2 separate regions of the Mus musculus genome follow, and region 1 is linked to region 2. Evidence: chromatin contacts called from public Hi-C data. All regions are on one chromosome and are shown on one strand. Each heading gives the region's core, a stretch centred on a gene start, on an enhancer-like site or on the middle of the called end of the contact. The rest is flanking DNA. Distances are from core to core; before and after follow the strand shown. Region 1 holds the start of Akap12 (A kinase (PRKA) anchor protein (gravin) 12). Region 2 overlaps Mthfd1l (methylenetetrahydrofolate dehydrogenase (NADP+ dependent) 1-like).

Evidence for each region. Hi-C and Micro-C count contacts between places; a contact is called where the count stands out from the background.
Region 1: a Hi-C map of nephron progenitors shows a contact between it and region 2, with 1.9 times the contacts expected there. The contact joins the promoter of Akap12 here to the enhancer-like site in region 2. A contact is called at or near these places in 13 of 39 promoter capture datasets (the 3T3-L1 cell line, 3T3-L1-derived adipocytes, the HPC-7 cell line and 9 more), 11 of 484 Hi-C or Micro-C datasets (Sertoli cells, adipose-derived mesenchymal stem cells, brain and 6 more), 9 of 115 datasets of contacts at active chromatin or transcription factors (SST interneurons, embryonic forebrain, embryonic stem cells and 5 more) and 4 of 9 other capture datasets (adipose tissue, embryonic stem cells, liver and 1 more).

What each region holds. Positions count from the first base shown.
Region 1 is chr10:4,264,360-4,269,012 of GRCm38.p6, forward strand. It overlaps Akap12 (A kinase (PRKA) anchor protein (gravin) 12), which reads left to right and starts at 1,970. Exons shown (of 4, transcript NM_031185.3): 1 at 1,970-2,309. The coding sequence starts at 2,160.
Region 2 is chr10:4,036,894-4,041,909 of GRCm38.p6, forward strand. It overlaps Mthfd1l (methylenetetrahydrofolate dehydrogenase (NADP+ dependent) 1-like), which reads left to right. Exons shown (of 28, transcript NM_172308.4): 17 at 4,880-4,956. Among named protein-coding and RNA genes, the nearest start is that of Gm40591, 50 kb to the right of the region's middle. Within about 2 kb of position 1,913, at least 7 of the 459 cell types and tissues checked have an H3K27ac peak or open chromatin away from gene starts, as enhancers often do. A contact at or near this core is called in nephron progenitors, where this site is marked.

The sequences.
Region 1 (4,653 bases), core at 720-3,219, 230 kb after region 2:
TAGAACTCAATGCCCTTAATCCTAGGCTCTGCATCAAAGCCACACCCAGGCTGTTTCAGCAGCGTTTTTAAGTTCCTACCATCCTGAGGAAGGACTAGGGTGGACCTTAAAGTCACATGCTCACTGGATCCCTCCCTCATATCCATCTACCGACTATGAATCCTTGGATACACAAAAATTTGCCTTCTTTGGTTAATCCCCTTCCCTTTCTCTATTGGTAATCTGTATGCCATTGGGTTGTTATAAGGATTACATACGATGATATACGCAATGTTTTTTTGTTCTTTGTTTTGTTTTTTGAATAGTACCTGATACAAAATGAGAACTTTCAAGTTTGGGCCAGAGACATGGTTCAAAGCTAGAGTGTTTGTCTCAGAGTGCACAAGGCCTTGGGTTCCATCCCCCACCCCTCAGCACTGTAAGGGGTGGGGGAGGGGAGATGCTAATGTTCTCTAAATATTCAAAAATTAAATTGAAGTAGGGTGTGGTCTCAGTCTCACAAGTCTATACTGTCTTCCCTCCAGAGACTTGGCTACAACACTTATGGCTAGCCTGAACTAGATTGTGAGAAATTCTTTCTCAACAAACAAGACAAATTGAGATAGGTGACACACTTACAAATAACTAAAAGCAACTTGAAAGTCTGTTTCTAAATGAATGAACCCCAAAGAAACTGGCCTTCCGAAATAAGTGGAGAAACCAAATTTTATCCTGAAAAACCGAGTTGTTCCCAATAAACACTTAAATGACCATGAATAAGGACCAAGTGTTATTAGCTAAATTAATGTTTTCATTGATACTCAAGTAACCTGTATCAAATCTAGGGACAAGATATTTATCTGGCATCTAGATTCAATGCTCTTACTGATTTTAAATCACTAATTCCTTCACTCATCCACAGAGCCTCGCTTTGTGGCTCTCAGACTTGGCTGAAACTCACTCACTACCTACCCCATGCAGGCCTCAGGCTCAAGCTAACCCTCCAACTTCAGCCACTGAAGCATCAGGATTTCAGACACGAATCATGGCACCGGGCTCACCTGACATCATTTCATCTTTTCCCCCTAGCATTTTAATGCTTAGTGACGGGTAATCTAACAAAATTTCAATTTAAGACTTATTGGCTGCCATGTTAATACAATGAGTATTTAATCAAGTGGAGGAAGAAAACAGACAGGCCCTTTCTTTGCTAGTACGAGAGAAATCTTCGTGTTTTGATAATGCCGATGGCGACTAAGCAGACCTAAGCCAATGTGGTGTTTAAGCGTCGGGAGAGAGACGAATGGCCTGGATGTGTAACCTTCAGCATCAGACGCTCAAAGGACAGGCACATTTCCAGTAACAGCTTCATTTCCCCGCGCGTTCCCCGGGGAAAGAGGGCGGCGAGTTCTGTTGATGGCATCAGCTGACATCACTGGCTGGGATCATGGGGACGCTGGGCCCACCTCAGCGGTGGCCTGACTGCATCAACCTCTGGGTTTCCCAGCTCCTGCCACGTGAGCCGCCCTAATATGGCCAGGCTCAGGAGCAGCCCAGGAGGGCTTCCTTTCTCCGGCTGAAGGAGAGAAAGCTAGAAACAAATGCTTAAAGTCAAACCCAACCTGAAGAAAAGCAAATGGGGATTTGGGTTCCCGCCTGGTCAAATGTAAATCCTTAGTCTGCAGAAGATCCAACCTTGGGTTATCAATCATTACATTAAAAAAACAAAGCTTTTGCCCCCGCCCCCTTCTTTGCTGCTCCTGAACCTTCTGCAGCCCTGGGACAGACCCCAAACCCCTCGTCCCCCTTTAATGACCCGAGAAGCCCTGGGGGCGGGGTGGGCTGCTGGGGGCCTGGTGTCGGAGCCTCTGGTCCTAGCAGCCTAGGGGGAGATGCTGCAAGGCGTGTCTGGGCTGTGCTCATGTGATGAAGGGAGGGAAAAACAAGGAGGGGGGAGGAGGCTACGAGGTGGCTTTTTTTTTTTTTTTTTCTTTTAAGGAGTTTGCCACGAGCGCGTCCCCTTCATTCTCAGTCCGGGTGTGTTCTCAGCAGGATCGTGGAGAGCGGGTGCTCCTCACCCCTTAGTCCCTGTGGTCCTGGGCGCACATCTCCTCGCCCCTCTGCTTCTCCGCGGTCCCAGGAAGACGGCTAGCCGGCGAGAGTAGGAAAGCCACTGAGCCATGGGTGCAGGCAGTTCCACCGAGCAGCGGAGCCCCGAGCAGCCGGCGGAGAGCGACACGCCGAGCGAGCTGGAGCTCAGTGGCCATGGGCCCGCAGCGGAAGCGTCGGGAGCAGCTGGAGATCCCGCTGACGCGGACCCCGCCACCAAGGTAAGCTGCAGCCACCTGCCCGGGTGGGGCGGGATGGAGATGGGGCGTCCCGGCGGTTTCCGCCTGCCACAACTTCCCGCCGGTACAGCCCATCTGCAAACTCGAGCGCAGCCCTGTGCAGTCTCTGGGGTCTTTTGCACCGGGGCGGGGCTGGCATCTTTGTGGAGGGTCTCTAAGGGCGGCGACCTAGCCAGCCCTTCTGCAACCATCATATCTGCCCTGACCGCCGTTCTCTAGTCTTTCTTCTCTCTTCCGGTGGGCTGGCAGCCTGGGGGATGGCCGGTGGGGCATCCGTAAGAATTGACCACGGCCAGGCTTCTTAAGCCACTTTACACACCCCTAGATCCCAGGTCCCAGAGTGGGGAAGTCGGGACCTGCTTTGAAGCAGGGCAAACCTAGGTTCTAGGTTCCCCGCCCAGTGTTGGCCTTGATACCAGCTTCCACCCGGGCCACCAGGTCTGGTACCCAGAGTCCTGCGGCAGCGCCTGGGACACCGCCTAGCTAATGCAGAGAGCCATGCATGTAGCTCTCTTCCAGACAGAGAGAACCGGAGCAGAAGCACGAATGGAGGGATAGGCAAAGCTCCTGGAGTCCTGTCTCCCTTTCTCACAGTTTACTGCCTGTGGACTCAGTTGGATAAACAAACATTGGAGTTAGAAGTTCTGCACGGATGTAGGAAAAGGCTTAAGTAAGCGTTCCTTGCACTCTTTCTGTCGAGTCCACTGTAAAGCTCTAGATATACTGCATTTTATAGGGATGCTTAGTTTGAGACTGGAATATTTGACCCTGCCCTGCCCATCACAGCCTTTACCTTTGTGTCTTGCTCTCATTATTGTATTTTACTTCTGTTCCTTTTGTTTTGTTATTGTTTAGGGTTGTTAATTAATTAATTTGCTTACTTGTTTTAAGACTGGGTCTCACTCTGTAGCCCAGGGCTGGTTTGGAACTCACTAGCTAGCCCAACTAGTGGCAGTCCTCCTGCCTCAGCCTCTCAAATGATTTCATAGCCACGCCCGGATGGCAACATTGCCTGTTGGCTGTTTTCCAGCACGTGTTTGTGAGCAAGAGTTCGCTCGGGTGGATTTAAGATAGTTTTACAGAAACGTGTTGAACAACCAAACAACTTAAAGGAAAAACCAACCAATTTCAGAATTTGGTGATAGAGAGCAGCGAGGACCTTTAGAAATGGGTCAGGAAGTGGAAACATCTTTGTGTGAGAATAAAACACTGAGTTCCAGGTAAATCTAACAGAGGTGGGACCTGATGGCTTTGAGCTCTTTATGTTGCCTAGTATAATGTAGGCTGGGTGGCCTCTCTTAACAGTTCCTGCCTCCAGTGTTTAACTCATCACCACTTATAAAGTCCAAAGTCCTCACTGCCTCAGATGCGCAGGTCTTCTGAGAGACTTCTGCCATCCAGTCAGTCTCCATCTTTTGGATGCCTCATTTACATTTTAATACTCCGTGTAACACTCTTTGGAAACTTCTTTGAGTACACCTGCCCTTAGTGCTTAGTTTGTGGGTACATTGGGCAGGTGGTGGTCAGGGCAACTGTTCCTTGGCACGCGTGCGTGGGGGTCAGAGGACAGCTCTGTGCGGTTAGTTTTCTCCCTCCGCCTTTATGTGGGTTGTGGGGCTGGAACTCATGCTGCTGGCTTTGCACAGCAGGCACCTGTATCTGCTGACTCATCACCTCACTGCCCCTCACCTTGCTTTGCTGGCGATCACCATCAACATAGCTCCAGTTTGGAAATATAGTCATTTTAAGATATAATTGCTAAAAATCTGCAGTCAGGAGACTTTTTTTTTAACTTTGGTTTTTATATGACGTCAAGGTTTATTATCTGTTTACAGTAAGTTATGAACCTTTCTTTTCTTCCTTCCACGCCATCCCGTAGCCTGCATCCCCCCTCCCCCTCGCCATCAACCGCCATCTTGAAACATCCAAGCAGTCTCTTTTAAAAGATGACTTGGTGACACCATTAATTTGTTGGCCCGCTTCCCAGTTATCAATTTGAAGATGGATCGATCCACATGCACGTGCTTGCTGCACACATACGTGTATGTTACTTCCTTCCACCCACAGGTTACCTAGGGTTGAAGACCTAAGACTTTTCAGTAGGATCTCAGAATTAAGAATGATTCAGCACCTCTAAGTCCTCTCTTACTCTTTCCACCACGCCCGGCCTATCTTAAGTTCCAATGCCTGACCTTAGAGGCTTCCATCACTCTCGTCTCCTTAGCCCCTTGTCCCCTATCCGCAGTTTCTACCTTTGTGGACTTAGGGGCTTTTTAACTACCATGCTCCACAAGGCGAAGGGCTTACCCGATTTCCTGACAAACTG
Region 2 (5,016 bases), core at 663-3,162:
GGAATTTGACCTAGAGAATGGCCACCACCCTGCTTAGCTATGTGGCCTCGAACAGGTGTTGGTGCTCCGTGTTCTGGAGTCCGTGGAGTTGATGGTGTCCGTACTTTACAGAGGTGTGACAGTCACACCTATGGGACGCAGAAAGGATGAGATGACATATATTTAGACCTGGCCCCCATTCTCCCATCTTCTTTTAGAATATATTTAACCAAGGCCTGAATCAGCACGTTCTCATGCTTCCGTTTCCATTCCTTAATTTAGTAGGTTCCTAATGCAGAGATAGTGGCTTCCTGCTTCCTCAGTCAGCAGCCTTGGTGCTCCCACCCGGGCAGTAAAATCACCATTAAGCAATTTGTCTTTCAGGACTAGTTTGGTGCCCAGTTTCTGTCTTCTGTCCACCAGAGGGCCTGTTTCATCCTCTCACCAGCCTTTTGGCCAGGCTAGTCTTCCTCCCAGGTTTAGCCACCATCCCTCACTTCCTGAGTTTTTTCCCCAATACCCCATTCAGTCAAGCCAGTAAGAACTGAGTGTCTCCCTGCAGCAGATCTTACAGCCAATAGACAAAGACCAAGCTTCTTTACACAAACCGCTTCCTAGGTTTTCCCAGCATAGCCCGGGTGGCATAGCCCGGGTGGCGTAGCCCTGATCCCGAGCACCCAAGACCAGCAGTGTTTCAAACTCCAGACATTTGGTGGTTTGGGCAGATAGCGCAGTAAGGACAGCCAAGTCTAAACACAAAGTTCATTTATTATATTTACGTCTTCCACACATAGCCTGAAGGATATGCTATAGATTTTAAAAAATAAATAAATAACTTTGTACATGGAGCTGTTTCAGGATATAGGGTTTTTCCACTAGCAGTATTATGTTAACACCCAAAAGGGGTTGGAGTTTGGATGCTGGGCCTGTAGTAATACTAGTCTCCCTCCAGGGAGGCTCCACTGAGAGAAATGTGAACGCAGGCAAACTCAGAAGTGCCTCCCTGTGACTCTTCGAAGGTAGCAGCTGTGTTATGTTGTCTCTCTGTGGTTTTGTCTCCTTCTAAGAGTGAGTTAAAATTCCCTTGAGCACTCTTGCAAGGATCTATTTTATTTTTTTAAAACAAATAATGTAAAGAATTTTGTCAAAGTGAAACATTTCACAACACTAATAACTGCTAATCATAGTTTTTGGTACATCTGATTTTTCTGTTTAGCTCTGTTACCATCTGTGTGTGTGAATTTTATTTCCTGCCCAATTCAATTACATCCTAAGGACATTCTACTTTGTTAGCTCTTTCTTAGGTTGGTTTTTTCTTTTTCATTTATTTTTTATTTCTCGTGGAGCTAAAGATTAAACCACAACCTTTGGCATGCAAAACATGTACCTCACCCTCAAGCTATATCCCCAACATTTACAGTGGTCATTTTAAGTGACTCTAGAATATTCCTTTGCAGGGGAGCCATGATTTGTATATACCACAAGTCTAAAATAGACCAACAAACAGTATTTTAAACAGCTAACATGAGTGTTTTCAGCATTTTGCCAGGCATTATTTTTTTTTTTCTACATTTTTTTTTTCTTTTAACCAGAAAGATCTGTTGTTAAAACACCATTGTTTGCAAAATGTGTAGTCAGCCTTCCCAGGCCTCTCTGAGCTCGTGTTACTCTGTAAATTGGCTTAAGGGGCCTTTTTGGTAAAATGAAAAATTAGGCAATGGAAATTAGTGTAGGTTTAACCATACTGAAAGAGAAACTTTCAGACCAGCTGGCATCCTCGCACCTCGGCCCCGGCCTCAGAAATCACCGCATAGTGCCTCTTCAGGGAGGGCCGGTGTGCGATCGGTTTCTCCATGAGAAGACAGGAAAGGACTGGAATGTTCTGCGGTTACAAATCAATTTTAATGAAAGTGACAGCTTTAAGAGTTATCCCAGAAAAATACAGACTTACATTACTGTTTGCAATGTTAAAGGGAAGCAAACTTTATTGCTTAGGACAAGCCACCTGGGCCAGAGGAATTCGGGCTGAAATTTGATAAGTAGTTTTGTTCCGATTAACGGGTTAGTATAATAATGAAGACTCCTCATGGATGAAGGTACAGGTAGCGTTTTCTGACTTTGAATAAGAACTAGTATAGCCTAGGCAATGATCGTGAAGGTTAAGACACTGGATTATTCCGGAAACATGTCACTGGCCTGGGGCGGGGCGGGGGGGGGGGGGGGAGGGGGTATCTCCAGACATGTATTATCCCCTAAAGGACAAGAAATAGGCTTTAAAATATTGAACACCCCAAAGCTCCAGTCTTTTAGGGAGCCCAACACCCCAGAAACCTCTTCCCCACATGTCCATCTCTCCATCACAGGCCAAGGCCACCAGTCCTGTTCACTGCCAGTCCCTGGTGTCTGCTTCCCACCACGAGCCCAGTGCCACTCTGACATCAGGATGCCGTAGCTTCTGTGGAAGCCAAATACTGGGCCTGCCGTGGTCCTGCACCTGTGCCTGGGCTCTGGCTCCTGGCTGGGATTGGTTAAAGGCTCAGGTGAACTCTGGGTGTTTCTGTGAACCCCACCAACACCATGGGCTAAAGAAACGACTTAGGACAAGTTACAAGTAAAGGAGACCACCCCAAGCCCCACTGCCTGCCTTCCTCCCGTGCAGGCACTCTGGTGCCCTCGCCATCTCCTCCCGGGAAATGTCAGGAGTCAAAGATCGGTGCCGCATGCACCTTCGTGACCCTGCCCAACCAGCACAGGACTAAGCACAGAAACAGTCCTCAGAACCTGCTCCAGATAGAAGCGAATCAGGATGTAGCCACCGTTAGCTCTGCCGCTTAGATGCCAGCTGTGTGTTTCTGTTGCTTTCTGTGGCGTTGGCCACATCTCTCTTGTAGAGTGGGTAGAATCTGGCGCTGAATTCACACAGCTCTTTTTCCCTGTGTGTATATACCCTGGTAGGTCACAATGCTCTACTCTGGCATTGTGAAAGACACCAAATCCAAGTGGGATCCAAAGTGCCATTTGGATGATGCTGTAGTTTGATCTTACCTCGTTTGCTTATCTTCCCTTTGTCAAACTAAACTTTGAATGGTTTGCTATAGACTTAAAATACATCTGATGGGGAAGTGACCTCAAAGTCTGTAGCCAACCATGTTTCTATACTACACGGCAAAAGAAAAAAAAAAAAAAAAAAAAGGAGATGGTTTATTTCATGTGACCGAGTGCCTAGCATCTCAGGAGTGAAGGTAGCTGTTAGCGCTACTGAGGTGCAGCCCGTTAACTTTGCAAGTGTTATTCTGTCTTTAAAAATAAAAGTTGGGGGCTGGAGTGATGGCTCAGCAGTTAAGAGCACTGGCGGCTCCTTCAGAGGACCAGGGTTCAAGTCCTAGTATTCGCGTGGCAGATCGCAGCTGTCTGTAACTCTAATTCATGGAGATTTGACACCTTCATACAGACATATATACAGGCAAAGCACTAGTACACGTGAAATTAAATAAATTTTTAAAAACTGGAAGTTTATATGTATTTGGCTGTGTGCGTGAGTGTGTGTGTGTGTGTGTGTGTGTGTGTGTGTGTGTGTGTGTGTGAGTTTGGGGGCGGGAGCAGAGACAGAGAGGCGGGGCCACGGACATGGCAGTGGCAGCTAGGGTGAGAGACCCAAGGGTAATTTGTGTATTATTAGGGTATTATGCGTTTAGTAAGTTGGATGGCAATTGTCACTGTAAACAGCCCTGAGGTTTTTAAGTCACAAAGATAAAGGAAGTGTCTAACCTGCCTTTGTTTCTTGGCATTATAAATGTGGTTTTTCAAAGGCAAACAGTTTCACAGACAAAAGTCTAATCCAGGACAGTTCACACAAGAAAGCACTTTACCTGACCTTTAGTCAGTCTCCTTCCATATTGCTGTTTTGCCTTTGGTTTCCTTTGTATTGTAGTGAACTGCACGCAAGCCAGCAGTCACCATGTTAACCACCCATAGCCGTACAACTGATAGCACTAACTCCATCCACCATGATTGCTCTGTCACCATTGCCTGTACCCAAAGCTTTGTCATCCCCTACACAAGTCCTAGACCAGCAGGTCTGCATCTTCCTGACGCTGCGGCTCTTTAATACAGTTCCTCGTGTTGTGGTGACCCCCAACCAATAAAGCTTTTGTTGTTACTTCATAACTGTGACTTTGCCACTGTTATGAATCATAATGTTAATATCTGATATTCAGGGTATTTGATATGTGACCCCAGAGGGGTTGCAAACCACAGGTTGAGAACCACTGCCCTATGCCCCTGATAAAATAATGTCCCTCTGCTGTTGGCCGTGGCTGCTCTGTGGATTTGCCTACTTTAGATCCCCCATTTGACCTCCTAGATCTGCATAACATTTCGGATGGGAAGCATATATCAAAACACTCGTTTGTGGCTGTGTAATGTCACATTGTGAGTTAGTCCATTCATCGATGGAATTTCCAGTCATCTCTAAGTCTCTAAGTTCACATTGTGAAAGGAGCTGCTATGAGCAGTGCGCTTAGGGGTTTTGAACAACAGGATTACTGGGCCATTTGGCTGTCATATGTATGAGAAACTAACTGACGTCTCCTTGTGACTTAGGTGTCATTGTAAAATACTTTCAGAACTACTTGTACTCGATACCCGAATCAGATGCCACCCAGCCCAGCCCACCCTCACCTGACACACCGTCATTAAGACACTCACCACTAGCATGTGCTGTGAACTGCACGAAAGCCAGCAGTCACCATGTTAACCATCCATAGCCGTACAACTGATAGCACTAACTCCATCCACCATGAAGCCAAACCTTCACTTTGGTTTTCAGCTCCTTTCTCAGCATTTCCCAGCACGGCCTGTCTATATTTGTTGATTAAATAACCTGCCTGTTCTCTTTCAGTATTGGACACGAACGACCGATTTCTGAGAAAAATAACCATTGGACAGGGAAGTACAGAGAAAGGATATTCCCGGCAGGTAGGTGGCGCCATCTTCCCGGAAGTATCTGCCCTTTCCTCACCGTGGTGTGCACAGTCT